Linked DNA regions of Zea mays: regions 1, 3 and 4 are each linked to region 2. Evidence: chromatin contacts called from public Hi-C data. All regions are on one chromosome and are shown on one strand. Each heading gives the region's core, a stretch centred on a gene start, on an enhancer-like site or on the middle of the called end of the contact. The rest is flanking DNA. Distances are from core to core; before and after follow the strand shown. Region 1 holds the start of LOC100284729 (integral membrane protein DUF6 containing protein). Region 2 holds the start of LOC100285985. Region 3 holds the start of LOC100273407 (Phytanoyl-CoA dioxygenase). Region 4 holds the start of LOC100216649.

Region 1 (3,879 bases), core at 131-2,630, 140 kb after region 2:
ATTCACTACAGCCAATAAACTACTTAGTAAAAACAAAGTTGTTACTTACACTGGGAGGAGATCCACCACATTCCAGCAGGCCAATTCCGAACAGAGACATGATGGCTCCGAACCATGTGAGTCTGGGGATCGAAGCACCAAGAAGACCATCAATTAGAGGCACAACTACGACCTGTACAGTAACAGAAGCATTTGCCAGTTCAGGCCATTTCAGCAAAACCACCAAAATTCAGAATGAACACGGCGTGGAGCAGGATCTACCGTGAAGGCCGTGATGAAGGATGCTCGGCCAGCATCAGATGAGAGCAATCCAATTGCTTGAGAAAGGTAAGCTAAGCTAACCCAGACTCCCAGCTCCAGTCCCGCGTAGCGTACACTGCGGTCACCGAAGGAACGGAGCGCGAATGGTACGAAGGGGATGGCTGCAACAACGAACCGCACCATGTTGAAGACCGCAGGCTCTGTCAGGGCTTCGACCTCTTTCAAAACCGGAATATCACTTGCTGGCAGGATAAAAAAAAAGGATCAAAAGTGAACTACAAAAGGCTCAATTTTACTGTTAATACCAACCACAGCACAACCAATCACAGTGGTCGGAGAAAGAACTTTAGCATGAAGAGTATTTGGAGTAGCACTACAGATTACAGAGGCGATGCACTGCTATTTTTTTCAATACCCTAATTAGCAATGCCAGAATCGTGCAGAGTAGAGTTTGAGACCGAGCAGTTGAGCATATATAGTACGAACTGGAGCGGCTGTGTGTGTGAGAGAGAGAGAGATTAAGAACAAAGGAAGTATTCGCACACCATAGATGACCGTGAGGGCGTTGAGGATGATGATACTTCGTGTCTTCTTGGAGGCGAAGAGGATCCGGCTCCACACCGGCCGGCCGCGCGCCGGCTTCTTCGTCTCACCGCTCTTCTTCCTCTCGTCCTCGATCTTGGGCGCCTCCTCCTCGCCGCTGGCGCCGGGCCCGTCGAGCGCCACGCACCGGGGCGCCAGCGCCACGAGAACCCTTGCCCGGCGCAGCGACGCGGCCCAGCGGGGCTCCGTGACGACGGCTAGCGTCGCGCGGCAGGAAGGCCCCGCCGCTGCCGCCCCAGCCCCGACCATCTGCAGCGGCAGTGCCCACGACGCGGGCGCGAGGGAAGAAGCCATACCAAGACCGCTCTAGTTCTGCCTGCGCTCCTGTTGCTACTTGCTAGTGGTGCAATGGAGTGAGCAGGTGTAGCGGCCACTTATGGTGTTCTCTGACTGGACTGGAGGAGTAAAAAGGTAAGGTAGGATGAAATGAAATGAAACTCGCAGGAAGAAGGCCTGGGTCGTGTTTGTCAGTTTGTGGTGAAGAGCTTGTCTTTGGCGACGACGGCTGGGGATTTTATTTTCTGTGGAGGCGTGGAGCGGGGGCGCGCTGTGGTGGTTGGCCACGTCCGGTGCTGGGAGAGACCTCTCGGGTTTGTTTCCTAGCGAAAACGCCCGCGTCGATATGTCTGCTGGGTTCAGATGAGGCCGAGCCGGCGAGTCGCCGTGGCCGCGAAACAGAGCAATCGTCTCTCGTCGGAGAGCTACCGAGTACAGCGCATGTGATCCTCGCGGAGCCCCCCCACCTGTCGAGCTGTCATTGCTCGGGCGTCGACGAGATGGCTTGATTTGCTTTGCTTTGCTTTGCACGCTGTGGTTTTCATCACATGCTGTGTTATGACAGTTTCTCTGGCAGCCATGATATCCTCGTGCTACGAGGCAATATCTTGTAGAAGAGTACTCTTTAACATCTAGCGCGTGCATGTATATCTTCAAACCAAAAATTACAGACACAGCTTCTGACCACCAAAATCTGTTGCGGACTGCTAAACACTCAGCTTTTCAGTCAGCTTCTATAAAATTTGTTGGAGCAAAACCATCCAAAATCAACATAAACACATAATCGGTTGAGTCATTGTAATAGTAGAAATCCGTCACTTTCTAGATCCTGAGCCCTATGAACAACTTTATCTTTCTCCACACTTAATCGTAATGATACTCAGATTCTCCCCACAGCCAGATTTTTAAAAAAGCTGGTCAGAAAAAAGTTGAACCAAACATGCCCATAATACCTCCGGCGAGGGCATCTGGCCGGAGCTAGGGTGAAAACGGGTCGGGTATACCCATCGGGTACCGGATACGGATATTGCAAATACTCATTTTTCGATACGGATTCGAATATTTTTATATTCGGGACGGATACGGGTAAATACCCGGATACTGAAGCTTCGGATTCAGGTCGGATGCGGAGCGAGGACTACCCGGTAAATACTCAGATAGTCAGGTCGGATACAGGTACCCGGAATTCGGGTACCCGTTTTTTCATTTCCTGCATAATAGTATAGTTATAACATCATAACTTTTACGTATGAAATCGGATGAAGATAAAGTTTATATGAAAATTGTAGAGCTCGAAGAGATCTATAACGTTATAGTACATCAATTTTTTGTTTAAACATATCTTTAGGCCAAAATTATTAAAATAATGTTCAAATTTATATTAAACTAATATACTTTATCATTTTTATGTGGGGGATTAATGTTATCTCTACGTGGGAACTTAAGGTTATCTTTGTAGAGACTATTTATTAGTATTCATAACTTATTTGCAATTTTCGATCGACGCTACATTATTTTATGGATTTAATTGTATTTTATTGATTTTCTATGACAAGAAATTAATAGATATATAAATAGTCTCAAAAAATCATGAAATTTTACGGAGGTATAACATATTGTCGGGGACCGTAATTAGGGGTACCCCTAATGCTACTTAATCCAGTTGGAAAACATCTTCAGAACAAACCATAAACGACTGATAAAGCGCAGGCCTCGTCTACTAGGGGACGCGACCTCATCCGAGCCCAGCCTCGGGCAAGGACAGTAGTCCCGGACGGATTCACGCCTCGCCCGAGGGTCCCCTCAGTCAGCAGACGCACCCTCAGCTCGCCCGAAGCCCAGCTCGGGCAGACTTTGTCGTGCAGCAACCTCGGCCGGATCGCCCTACCAACCGACCGTATCGCATGCTCATTCAATGTGGGGATCGTCTGACACTTTATCCTGACACGCTCGCCTCAGTCGACAAGGTCGAAGTGACCGCAGTCACTTCGCCCCTTTACTGACCGTTCTAACAGGAAAACAACACTGTTCACCCCGCTCCGGCTACTGTGCCAACCACCAGGGCCAGACTAACGACAGCAGGTCTCGACCTCCCCCGAGTTTAGCCTCGGGCGCGACAGGGAGCTCCGCCTCGCTCGACCCCAGGCCTCGGCCTCAGCCCCGGCCTCGGGGAAGGTCTCCGCCTCGCCCGACCCCAGGCCTCGGCCTCGGGGGAAGGTCCCCGTTGAGAGCACCTAGAGGGGGGTGAATAGGTGATCCTGTAAAAACTTAAACTTATAGCCACAAAAACTTGTTAAGTGTTAGCACAATGATTGCCAAGTGGCTAGAAAGGAGTCTCAGTAAAACACAATACCACAAGAGATCAAACACAGAGATGACATAGTGGTTTATCCCGTGGTTCGGCCAAGACCAACGCTTGCCTACTCCACGTTGTGGCGTCCCAACGGACGAGGGTTGCAATCAACCCCTCTCAAGCGGTCCAAAGACCAACTTGAATACCACGGTGTTTTGCTTTGCCTTTCAATATCCCGTTTGCGAGGAATCTCCACAACTTGGAGCCTCTCGCCCTTACACTTAAGATTCACAAAGAAATACGAAGTAAGGGAGAAACTAGCAACGCACACAAGACTCAAAATCAGAGCAACAGCACGCACACAAGTCGCAACAAGAGCTCGCAACACAACTCAATGAGTCCACAACTCAACAAGAGCTCTAGATGCTATCACAATGAACCAAATG
Region 2 (3,696 bases), core at 269-2,768:
CACATTTGGTTTTGCATAAAAGCAGTTTTATACAAGAATGTAAATGTGGACCTTATACTAAGCATTGACAAAGTATAACATGGTTTAAAGTGAATGTAAGTGCAGACACTACAAGAAATCATCCATTGTCAGACTGTTTTGTAGGACAACCGAATTGTCTGATTATCGCAGAACCCAAAAGTGTAGAGTTAGTATGCAAGTTTTTAAAATATGAATTTTGAAGTGTAGATTATGCCCATGGTTCTTGTGAACAGAAGGTTGGCACAACCGGGTCGTGACAAGGCCTCAAGCTGATAAAGTTTCAACATTAGAGAAAAAAGTTAGGAGCAAAATCAAAGTCAAAGATATATGTTAAAATTTTCTTTTGTTGACTAAGAAACAATAGAGGGTGTTTATGTTAGATAGTCGTACTTTGAAGAGGCGAACTCTAACGCTAAATGGTTATCATAGTGGAACTAGGTGTGAACTAACTTATATTTGCATTATACCTAATTAAATAGTGAGATGCAAGTGAACATGTTGTTTTGAAAAGCTAACTCCATTCCTAAGGTACATTCATGTTTGAGTATATTAGAATTAGTGAATTTAAGCTGATTGCGAGTTTGACTTAGTGCTGCTTTTTAGGCACCACCAGAATTTTCGATGCCTCTAGCAGGGGAGTCGCTAGAGAAAGAGATGCTTAGGATAACACTTAAATGTGCTAAGAATACATCATCATAATATTAAATGCTTGTCTTTTTTTAGCATTAGAGACAATGGTAATGTAAGATATGCACACAAGATTTAAACTGGGCACCAAAATTTTGGTTGACACTAGCAACGTGGGAAAGGGTGTGGATACAGCTGGGCAGGCTTCAATGTTGATGACACGGGTGGAAAGGTCGGAGAATTTGGTAACTAGGTCGGTGACGATCTTGAGGACGTGATCGAGTTTGTGATCGAAACCCGAATTGGTGGTGACGACGACGGGTGCTGATGCGTCTCCTTCCGTAGAACCTGGCATTTTCGATACCAAATTGGAAGAACCAAGCCTAAGCTTGAGCTGGTACGGATGAGAGGTTGCTGGCCGAGATCGGTAGGCTCTACGACGGCGAAGTGGCTGGAGCGCCGTCGAGGGTTGCCGGAGAGAAGTGAGAAGATAATCTCTTTTCTTAGATTAATTCTTCTCTGTTTTTCATTGAATCATTACCGGTGCATAATATAGCCCGGCATCATAATACATCTCCTAATTTATCTCAACTGATAACAGCTTATCATGTTTGGAACTAATCCATCTAACTTATCTCCTATTTTATCTCTCTGAAACTAATCTTTCTAACTTATCTCCTATTTTATCTCTCTGGAACTAATCATTCTAACTTATCTACTATTTTATCTTCCTCTTTCTAACAAACTTACCTAATTGTCTCGGTTCAGCCTCCTGAGAGCTGATCGCCTTTGCCTCCTAGTGTACTTATTCGTGGTCATAAGAAGCTCCCCTTAAATTCTTTCTTCGGCGCAGTATCTCCTAGGTCTGCTAGAAAGCAATCGCCCGCGGTATTATCCATCCACCACGCTGCATCTGCTTCTCACGCCGCCTCGCCTTCCTCTTCCACCCCTCGCCGTCCGTCGTCCTCAGCGCTTGTACGCTTGCCTCAAAACCCCTGGCGCCGTGCTAAAACCCTAGCCCTCGAATTCCTTCCCCTGCCCGCGCGGAGCAGACGAGCCTGAGCCCGTCCTCCTCGTCCATGGCGTCCTCAGGGGCCGCCGCTAACCTCTGGGTACTGCTTGGTCTCGGCATCGCGGGCGTTCTCCTGGCGGCGCGGCGACTGAGGCGCCCTGCGCGCCCCGATCACGGCGCCTTCGTCGCCCGCCTCGAGCTCCTCCCGCCGCCCCAGCCTCCGCCGCCGCAGGCGCCCCACCCGCTCACCGGACTCTGCTTCGCCATCGCTGACGCGTAAGCTCTAGCGACCACATATCCTTGTGTTTGGTTGATTATATGATTTAGCGTCGGATTTGGATCGGTGGAAGACTTTTTAGAGCTGCATGAATAGTAATTCGATAGATTGGATAATGCTAGGTTGTTATCGATATCAGGTCGATGTCGTGAGTGGTGGAATTTTTGTCTGGTATCACTGAGCTAGGGCGATACAAATTCATTTGACATGGTGCATTGGATGCTCATCATGCCAAAGTATAGCATGCTTTTGCTCTTATCTATTTCAGCACAACATGATTGTGTGTTTTCTTTAGCTTGCTCTATGTGGCAAAGCGGATACGTTCTGTCAGTTGATACTAAACTTCCTCACACTAGACAAATTCGTGCATGGCTTGCCTGAGCCAAAAAGGACAATGAATTGCACAGAGCTTGTTTTGCCTTGCAAACCGGTATATACTCTTGGAACTGAGTAAATTGCCTCACATCAGACAGCTTTATGCATGGCTTTCTTTATACCAAAATGTTGGCTGCAAAGGAACATGAATGGACCCGTGGAAATGCTCCTCGTCGTGTGTACAACACATTGGCCACTCCTTCCACATAGGACCAGTTCTCCAATCAATTAAAACACACAATTTCCACCATCAAACCTCCACCACTAGCTTTTTATTATACCCCTGCTCGACACACCTCATCCCTCTCCGATTCCCCATTTGCTTCTATCTCCTCCCGTGCTCTCCTCTCTCCTCACACCTCATCTCTTCAAGCACCAATCTAGTGCTGTTTATGCCAAATTCGAGATGCCAGATATCTGACCTGGCAGGAACCAAATGGCAGCATACACGCCCTCTATCAATGCCATCACCACTCTTAACATGAAGAAGTTGTCCGTCATGGTTGCTGGGCTGCTGACCCCGTCCTGTTCGGCTGCTCCTGCTTCCTCATGGGTCAAGGAGTAGGTCAAGGGGAAGAGGAAGAGCATCCCTGGAGGTGATTGTGTCATCATCAAGTTGACACAAGCTTAGGTGCCATGTGCAGCAACAGCAGCCTGGCCAACAGGACCTCTACTCCATGGAGCACTTGCTGTGGCAATGCTTCGTCGCTTTTCTCAAAATGTTTCAATATCTTAAATTATTTGTTGCAAGGGTTTTCCTGGTTGTCAGACTCAGTCCTTGGGGGATAGACCACCCTGGGTATTAAAGAAGAAGAAATTTTCTCGCTGCAGGACCACGAAAACACCCTGAAGGCCCCATCCGCATAGGTTATCTGTCCAGGAGCAACCAGGATGTGGCTGCAGGTTACTTATATCTCTGCAGCTGCGTCAGTGGAAGAACAGGCCGACAGGGGTGAGGGGTGTTCCGTGTTTTTTTTAACCCAGCCTTGGAATTCCGCACGAGAGAAATAGCGATGGTGCAAGAGGTAGGCAGATGTGGAGGTAAAGGAATGCACGAAGATAGTCCCATTTCACTTGGATTAATTAGAAGTAGATATGTTATTCCTTGTGGACTAAATTAAATGAACTGTGGATCAAAGGATAGGACAAATGGATGGTGGATGCTGCGTCCAGTGCCAGACCCAGATGTGGCATCTGGGCGCTACCAACGCCGATGGATGAGTTTTGTCTGTTGATGAGATTTGTAGCCTCCCATCATCTGCGGGGGAAGGCTTGCCTTGGTTTTTCTCTTCCCAGACCCTACTCATGTGGGAACCTCCGGCATTGGATTTTCTATGGGAGTTGCAGTTATCTGCCATAAAATTATACAGGGCTTTACCTTCTT
Region 3 (3,707 bases), core at 879-3,378, 180 kb before region 2:
CATCACATTTATGCTTAGTGTTCCTTTCCGATTTCGAAAAGGAGAATGTTTCTCAGGAGATATGGAAATAGGAATGTGAGTTCCATCAATGGCACCAAGACAATTCTTGAAGAATGGATAGAATCTAGGATTATCTTGGATTTTTTGATGCACTTGATTAGGATCAGGAGGCTGAATGAAGCGACGAGATAGGACAGGAATGACCTTATTGAAGAAGTGGTTGATGTGATGATGGAAGGTGTCATTACTGTGCCCAAAATACACTTGGAGATCCTGATATGAGGCGTTGCGACTTAGCATGTATAAGAAGAACCCCAACTTCTCCTCGACCGTGATCCTTGTATCAACAATGATCCTTCTCCTTCTAAGATAAGTTGCAAGCTCTCTGAAGATGTGTGGTTCCATCCGAAATGTAACTTGACAGTTCTTGACATGTCCCTCAAGGAGTCGACGAACCTTAACCTCGCTTGTCTCATCTGAGGTATGACATTTCTTCTTTTGTCCCCCACCTCTAGTAGAACCCATCAGATATAAGGCGGGGAAAATAAATATCATCATGTCATCATCTTCTTCTTCCCTCCTCTTTCTAATACGATCCCGCAATGAGATACTCATTGTAGAACTAAATAATATAGACTTATCGTCATATATAAGCTGAATATAAAAACAGAATTAAAGCAAACCATGTATAGATTGAAAAGTACAAGTAATAAGGACTAAAGCAAACTACTACAAACTAAAGCAAACTATGTATACATAGACAAAATTCAGTACCTTTTGGAGTTGGTACCGGATCCCAAGAAGGAAGAGGTTCGCCTTCCCCAACTCTAATCGGCATTGTAGGGATCTACATGTAACAAAACTGAAATAAGGAGCTGACATACATGATCCTAAAGTGTACAATTAATTCATGAAGTAATAATTCTCTGAGGGACTCAAACACATGAATATAGGCACACAAATGAATCAGGACAAATGAAAAAATATTTATACAAAAAGCGAATGATTATGGATGCAACTGAAGCAGCAGTTTCTGTAAAGCAGGCACGCTCCCCTTCGCCCTCCCGTTCTCCAGTCTCCACTCCACTCACGTTCCCCTCCCAATTCCCAAAGGCCAAAGCCCTCCTCTGCTCCGCTCTGTTCCACTCTGCTCCAACCAAATGCGCGATTAGAGCCGCCCGCAAGATTGATCCCCGCGTGGCCAAGGATCATCGGCCGTCATGGCGTCCTCGCAAGGGGAGCTGGTACCCCCGTGGCTCAAGTCTCTCCCTCTGGCGCCCGAGTTCCGCCCCACCGTGGCTGAGTTCGCCGACCCCATCGCCTACCTCCTCAAGATCGAGCCTGTCGCGGCGCCATTCGGCATCTGCAAGATCGTGCCATCGCTCCCGCCGTCGTCCAAGCGAACCACGCTCGGTAACCTCTCCCGCTCCTTCGTCGCGCTCCACCCGGACGATCCCACCCCAACATTCCCCACCCGGCACCAGTAGCTGGGCATCTGCACGCGCCGCCCCCGCCCCGCACTCAAGCTCGTGTGGCTCTCTCCCCACCGCTACACGCTCCCCAAGTTCGAGGCCAAGGCCGACGCCTCCCGGAAGGCGTTGCTCGCGCGCCTCAATGTCCTCGCCTCCAAGCAGCGCCACCGGATGGACCACCGTGAAGTTTGAAAGCATCGACGAGAGCTTACTGGTGAGAAGGCAGCGGGGAGGGTGGCCGTCGTCGCTGCTTCGCGCCGCCACGCCATCACTTTGCGCCGCCACACTGCCACCTGGCGCAGTCGTCTCTTCGCCTCCTCCGCCGCCAGTGTTACAGATTGGATCCGGAGGGCACCAGACCAGGATTAATGCCGGACAGTGGTGGAAGAAAAAAGTCCAAACCGAGCCAATTCGAAACTAGTTCATTTCTTTCCAGACCTAAACGAACACCTTTTGGATAGACAGCTCAATTCAAAACTGATCATTTCTTTCCCCGGAACCAGGCCCGTAAAGAGCCAAACCGGCCAAAACGAACGCGCCCTTAGTTTCCTCCAATTTGCTTGCAACCGAACAACATCGGGTCCATATTGTCATATGTACCAACGGTCCAACCCCAAGCAGCGTCTCGAGAAGAAGTTCCGTACCCTTCACTCCACTATTCCGGTCAACCCATCCCTTTCCTCCGCCTCCGCTTCCGCGTCCGCCCGCCGCTATGCCGCCAGCCAGTAGCCTCACCGCCGACCAGCTCAGCTTCTTCGAGGCCAATGGTGAGCGCGTCGACCGCTTGTCCGCACTCAGGCCTATTCTCTCGTCCTCGCGCTCCTGGTATCCCGGCAACCGGAGGCGAATGTCGCTGCTCGGATTGAGCGGAAACCCTAACTCTTAATCTCGTTGGTTGGTTCCAGGGTACCTCGTGATGGACTCGTTCTCGAGCGCGGAGGAGGTGCGGGAGATGCGGGACCGCATGGCCGACCTTGTCGCTGGGTTCGATGGCGCCAACTCCGCGGTGTTCTCCACCAAGGATCATGTATGCCATCCACTTCGATTGGGCTAGTCTCGATCCATGCGTTTGTTACGCTCCTTTCCTTCTTCTCATACAAACCCTGTTGCCGAAACACCTACATCTTTATCTTTTTGAAAATTCCATTGCTTGGTGGAAATAATAGGAATTTTGCCACTTGAAACGTTGCCTGTTATAATTATGCTTGTTATAATTACGCCTGTGTCTATGAATTGTGGGTCCATGAGTCCATGAGTCCATCTGTGTATATGAAATGTGGGGTCTGATGGCAGTTTTACAAACTTGTTTCGGGGTGATGGCAAATATCAGTTGTGCATGCTCAGATTTAGCAATGGTAAGTTGTTTTCCATTGCAGCGGCAGTTAAAGGACGACTACTTCTTTAAGAGTGCTGAGAATATCTCATTCTTCTTTGAGGGTACGTGATTTGTTCCCCTCAGACTAAATGACTAATATGAATATGTCACAATTCTATTAAATCCATTTTTCGAATTAGGATTTGATACTGCCTTGGACTATGTGCAAATAGCTGTACTTCATTCACCGACTTATTTTAGTGTTTTTGTAGATGTACGTCTGTGAAAACTTTTTACTTGATACTGAGATTTTTCTATTCCTGCTTGAAAGCCTCATTTTTTTTCCTTTGACACTTTCACTCACAGAAAAGGCATATGGAGATGATGGATGCTTGAAACAGCCGAAAGAACTTTCAATTAATAAAGTTGGGCATGGTAAGTATGGGCATTGTGTTGTCATATTCAGCTAGAAAGCATTTATACCTACTTTTGTTTCATATGTGGGGCTCAATCTTTTGTTAATATCGTAAGAAAATTATCATCACCTTCTGTTATTGAAGTATTGTAATAACAGTATGTTATTATACCTCTGTCTCTACACAAAGAGGATAAAATATAACTTCTAAAGAGATTCCACATTTCCACTTTTAAACGAATTTTAGAGTTTCTGGTGGTAATATTCTTAAAAATAACAAATTTGTTGCATTTAATCTAGTTATGTTATGTTTATTCTAAATGCACCGCTATAGAGTTATTTGTTATCAATATTTGTAGTTTGTGTAATCTAGCTATCTTAAATATTTATGATTCAATTTGTTTTCTATAGTGGTGTTATGTTATAACCCCCATCATTTTTTAGATAGACCGCTCCTGTTTGCTTGCTTCTGCTTTACAGTGTATATTATCTTCCATGTTGTGAA
Region 4 (3,970 bases), core at 1,230-3,729, 130 kb before region 2:
GACAGCAACTCAAATGAAATCCTCTAGTATGCTAGCACCTTCGTATATATAGACTCTTGTTAATAATTTTTTATCTAAAAATTCTTTAAAATTCTTGTAGATGATAGACATATATTCAACACATATCACTCAAAGGTCGTTGAAAGATGTTTTAGGACTTATTTGATTAGAAATGGATTAATGTCTCACTCTGCTAGGGGTTAGAGGGGATTAAATCCCTTGCTAGTTGAAATTGAGTAGAAGGGGAGTAAATCACTCTCAACCCCCTCCTACACTATGCAACCGAACATGGGCTAAAGAGAACTAAGGGTTAATTTGGTGATAAAGGAAATAAAGAGGATCCACGAGGAGGAATCCCCTTGCTATTTAATTTTGAATAGTATATATATTCTTTCTCATGGATCTCCTCTATTTCTCCGGTCACCAAATCAGCCCTGGAGCAGAATTAATGGCCCGTTTGGCTTGTTGCTAACTATGTCACACTTTGACTAAGGTTAACCGTTTCAATTGAAGAACTAAACTTAGTCAGAAAAGTTAGTCAAAGTGTGGCAAGTTAGTCAGTAAACCAAACATCCTCTTGTAGACTAGTTTGGAAGCTCAATAAAGAAATAAACTAATATTCTCTCAACCCCTCCAATCTCAAAGAAGATTTAAGTTTTCAAACTAGACCTGTTAGTCAAAATTAAATAAATAAAATTAAATAAAAAGAAATTTAATGCCACTCAATCTCCGATCTCTATCGAACAGCATAGATTCAGTCCCAGGAACAAACAAATCGCGCGATCACGAAATCGTTCCGGCGGCAGCGCGTACAAGATACACGAGTGTAGTCTGTATTATTCGTCATTTGCAACAACGTAAGCTACACGAGTGTAGATTACATTGTCCAAGAAGCGAAAAGCAGCATGAGGAAACTTTCTTATACTTATTTTGTACGGTAATACAGTGATAGGAACACGAGATGCTCAAAACCAAACAAGCTATATCTTTAATAATCTCCATATACCTTGTCGTCAGTTTTGGCCGGGTTGGGAGCCTGGGAGCTCGCCAGCTAGTAGCACACATGCCGCCATGTGAGCCGACGCAGAGCCCGGGCCCCGGCCAGCCGGAAAGGACGCCCTAAACCAAGCACGAAAAAGATGTATCGCCCACCAACCGCAGGCTGCTGTTCACATGTCCCTGCGCGCGGCGCGGCTACGGCTTGTGCAGTACCCTGCCGGCGACGACGGCGGCCTCTATGACGAGCGAGATCACGTCGATGACCTCGTCGATCATGCACTTGTTCCCGTTGAACGTGGACGTGCCCTCCCGCAGCCTGGCCAGGCAGTCCAGCAGGGCCTCGTTGCAAGCCGTGCTCAGGTAGTCCACTGCACATGTATACCAACACCATTACACCAATACGTACGTACGCGCGCAGCCGTCATCAGCCCACGTCCATGCGTGCGTGTCGCCGAACTGAAGACTCACTAAGCTTGTGTGTATAAAGATAACGCCGTAACGTACTCTTTGCCTGGACGCAGTTGTCGTGGTGCATGCAGCAGGCGTCCAGCGCGTCGCACGGCGGCTCGCCGGGGCAGCCGCTGTACAGGATGCCGCAGTACTTGCCGTACCGCAGGAACGGCGGCGCTGTCGTAAGACGAGTTATTAACGCCGGTGAGCGGCAGAAGATCATGCATGTCGGGCGCTTAAAGTGAGAGTCGTGTAATAAGAGACGGGTTAATTGTTGTATGTACGTACTCGTGCAGTGGTCCGACTCGCACGTGCGGCTGCACGCCTGCTGCTTGCTCTGCGCGCGAATCAAAGAGCGCAATTAGCGTACAGGGGAGTGGATCAGAGGAGCTAGATTAGTGGGGCAACGTACGGCGTGCTGCGGGTGTGTGGGTGTGGGTGTATGAGCATGATGAAAGCTATTACTCCAACCATGATTTATCCTGCGTACTAGTACGTACCACCCCGTCGCCGGCGGACTGGATGCCGATGTTGAGCGCGGCGGCGGGCGGCGAGAAGAGGGCCGCGCAGACAAGGATGCCGACGACCACCGCCGGGAGTCGCCAGGAACTGCCGCGCTCCATCCTCGCGGGAGCTCTAGAACGAAGTCTCTTCCACCACGCGCGTGCGCGCTCTCTCTCTCTCTCGGTCGCTAGGAGTCTCGTGACGGCACGGCCTGCCGTTCCCGTCCCTGGCGAGACGAGATTATCTAGTGGCGGCGAGCTGGTTTTCCAACTGCAGTTGCGGTGCGGACTTGCCGCTGTGACTGCCTGGCGGCGCTGATTTACAGGCCAGGGTGGTGGGAGGGGGGCGTGCGCGTTTTGGTCGTATTCGTCCCGTGAGTGGATGCTCACGGGCGGCAGGGAGAAGAGACGCCGCGCTCTCTGCTGTGCATGCACCACAAGGTGCGCCAGCGCACCATGCACAGAACCAGAGCTATGGGCCGGACCGATGCCCTCTTTGTCTTTGGGGATGGTTCCTTTCGGCGGAGAATAAACGTTTTGTTGTGTTCACGGGCTCCGGGCTTGTTTTATTAGGGTTTTGGTTTGTCATAGTGCGCGATGAGCCCGAATCACCTACAAGCAGTGTTTACATTTCCGTTTTTACTGTTTCGAAATCTCGTTTTGACTAAAAAATGATCTTTATATTTCAAATTTAAAATCGGAACATATAGAAAACCGCACCATGAAATGCTTCCCGCAGCCGTCCGGGATGAGAAATCACTGAGAAACCGGTTTTCTCGATCGATAAATCAAACTGTCGGATTAATGGAGAAAGAGAAATGGACGTGCAGCGCGCGGCGTTTTGTTTAGCGGCTGGGTGGCGGGAAGCGTTGAACGGGTAGGAGGGAAGCGTTGAACGGATAGGAGAAAAGAGCAAGCGTCTGGGAAGGGGAATGGAGCAGTCGAACATGGACGCCATTAATGGCAGTGTGAATGAGAGGAGAAACGCCCAAGGCGGAAGTGGGGACGGAAGAGGAACTGGCAGAGGTTGGCTATGGCAGTGGTGCGGTCCACGCGAAGGCGAGGCATCGTCGTGGGCTGAGGCGGACATGGCGAGGACCGCTGAGCGATGGCACAGACCAACGTTGGCGTAGTGCTTCGTAGGAACAGAGACCGGCTGCTGAAACGTCCAAGATTGAAGATGAAGAGGTGCTGACAATGTGGGGGCCACATGTCAGTGAATATGAGAGAGGAGGTAGAAGAACTAATGACTGGCTACTAAACGTTCGATTTTTTATTTGTTTTTCTAAATAGAGGTGTGCGTGTGTGCGTTTTCCTTTTTGTGTGTTTTTCTTTTTTTAAATATATATTTCAAAAAAATTATAAATTCGAAAATAATATTTTTTTCTATTCTTATTTTATAACAGAATATATAATAAATATATATATATAATCCGAAAATTATAATAAATCAAAAAATGTTACAAATAAAATATACAGATTTAGATGATGATTATTCAGCGACTCATATATTTCTAAAAAGAATTTATACCAAGAAATAAATCAAAAAAATTGAATTTGGAAATCAAATCAACAAAATATATGCTTCCCTACAAATGCACCAAATACTTGACAAAATTTGTCTATTTAAGAAAATTTTCAATTTATTTATATCAACATTTCATTATTCAAAAACATAAATATTTTTCTTTCTACTCGAAATTAATAAATTAAACGGGGTTACTTTTAATTTATAGATTTAGGGTTTACAGAAACTATGGGGGTGTCCTGTTATTAGGGGCTACCTTTTAGCCCCTTCATTTTATTTCATTTTATTCTATAAATTCTCAAATACGGAAACTAAACTTATTTAGCAATTTAGAGACTAAAATGAAATAAAATGGAGAAACTAAAAATTAACCCCTAAAAATCAAATACTCCCTATGTCAACTCGTTCCCAAGGTATTGGAAAGCGCATGAAATCACCATTAAGATCATTTTATTTCACCTCCATCTATTTTGTCTATTCATATTAGTTA

The links. A called contact is a pair of places that touch in the nucleus more often than the background predicts.
Region 1: a Hi-C map of ear shows a contact between it and region 2, with 2.8 times the contacts expected there. The contact joins the promoter of LOC100284729 here to the promoter of LOC100285985 in region 2. A contact is called at or near these places in 15 of 25 Hi-C or Micro-C datasets (bundle sheath, ear, leaf and 4 more).
Region 3: a Hi-C map of leaf shows a contact between it and region 2, with 6 times the contacts expected there. The contact joins the promoter of LOC100273407 here to the promoter of LOC100285985 in region 2. A contact is called at or near these places in 4 of 25 Hi-C or Micro-C datasets (bundle sheath, ear, leaf and 1 more).
Region 4: a contact with region 2 is called in a Hi-C map of ear, with 2.1 times the contacts expected there. The contact joins the promoter of LOC100216649 here to the promoter of LOC100285985 in region 2. A contact is called at or near these places in 2 of 25 Hi-C or Micro-C datasets (ear and tassel).

The regions. Positions count from the first base shown.
Region 1 is chr1:272,631,400-272,635,278 of Zm-B73-REFERENCE-NAM-5.0, reverse strand. It overlaps LOC100284729 (integral membrane protein DUF6 containing protein), which reads right to left and starts at 1,380. Exons shown (of 8, transcript NR_182097.1): 1 at 807-1,380; 2 at 262-479; 3 at 50-122.
Region 2 is chr1:272,772,181-272,775,876 of Zm-B73-REFERENCE-NAM-5.0, reverse strand. LOC100285985 reads left to right here and starts at 1,518. Exons shown (of 13, transcript NM_001158873.1): 1 at 1,518-1,936. The coding sequence starts at 1,728.
Region 3 is chr1:272,949,521-272,953,227 of Zm-B73-REFERENCE-NAM-5.0, reverse strand. It overlaps LOC100273407 (Phytanoyl-CoA dioxygenase), which reads left to right and starts at 2,128. Exons shown (of 9, transcript NM_001147844.1): 1 at 2,128-2,239; 2 at 2,378-2,499; 3 at 2,849-2,909; 4 at 3,154-3,222. The coding sequence starts at 2,185. It overlaps LOC103643877 (a long non-coding RNA gene), which reads right to left and starts at 802. Exons shown (of 3, transcript XR_561352.2): 1 at 775-802.
Region 4 is chr1:272,906,344-272,910,313 of Zm-B73-REFERENCE-NAM-5.0, reverse strand. It overlaps LOC100216649, which reads right to left and starts at 2,479. Exons shown (of 4, transcript NM_001352345.1): 1 at 1,950-2,479; 2 at 1,738-1,786; 3 at 1,504-1,626; 4 at 903-1,367. The coding sequence starts at 2,072. The coding sequence ends at 1,195.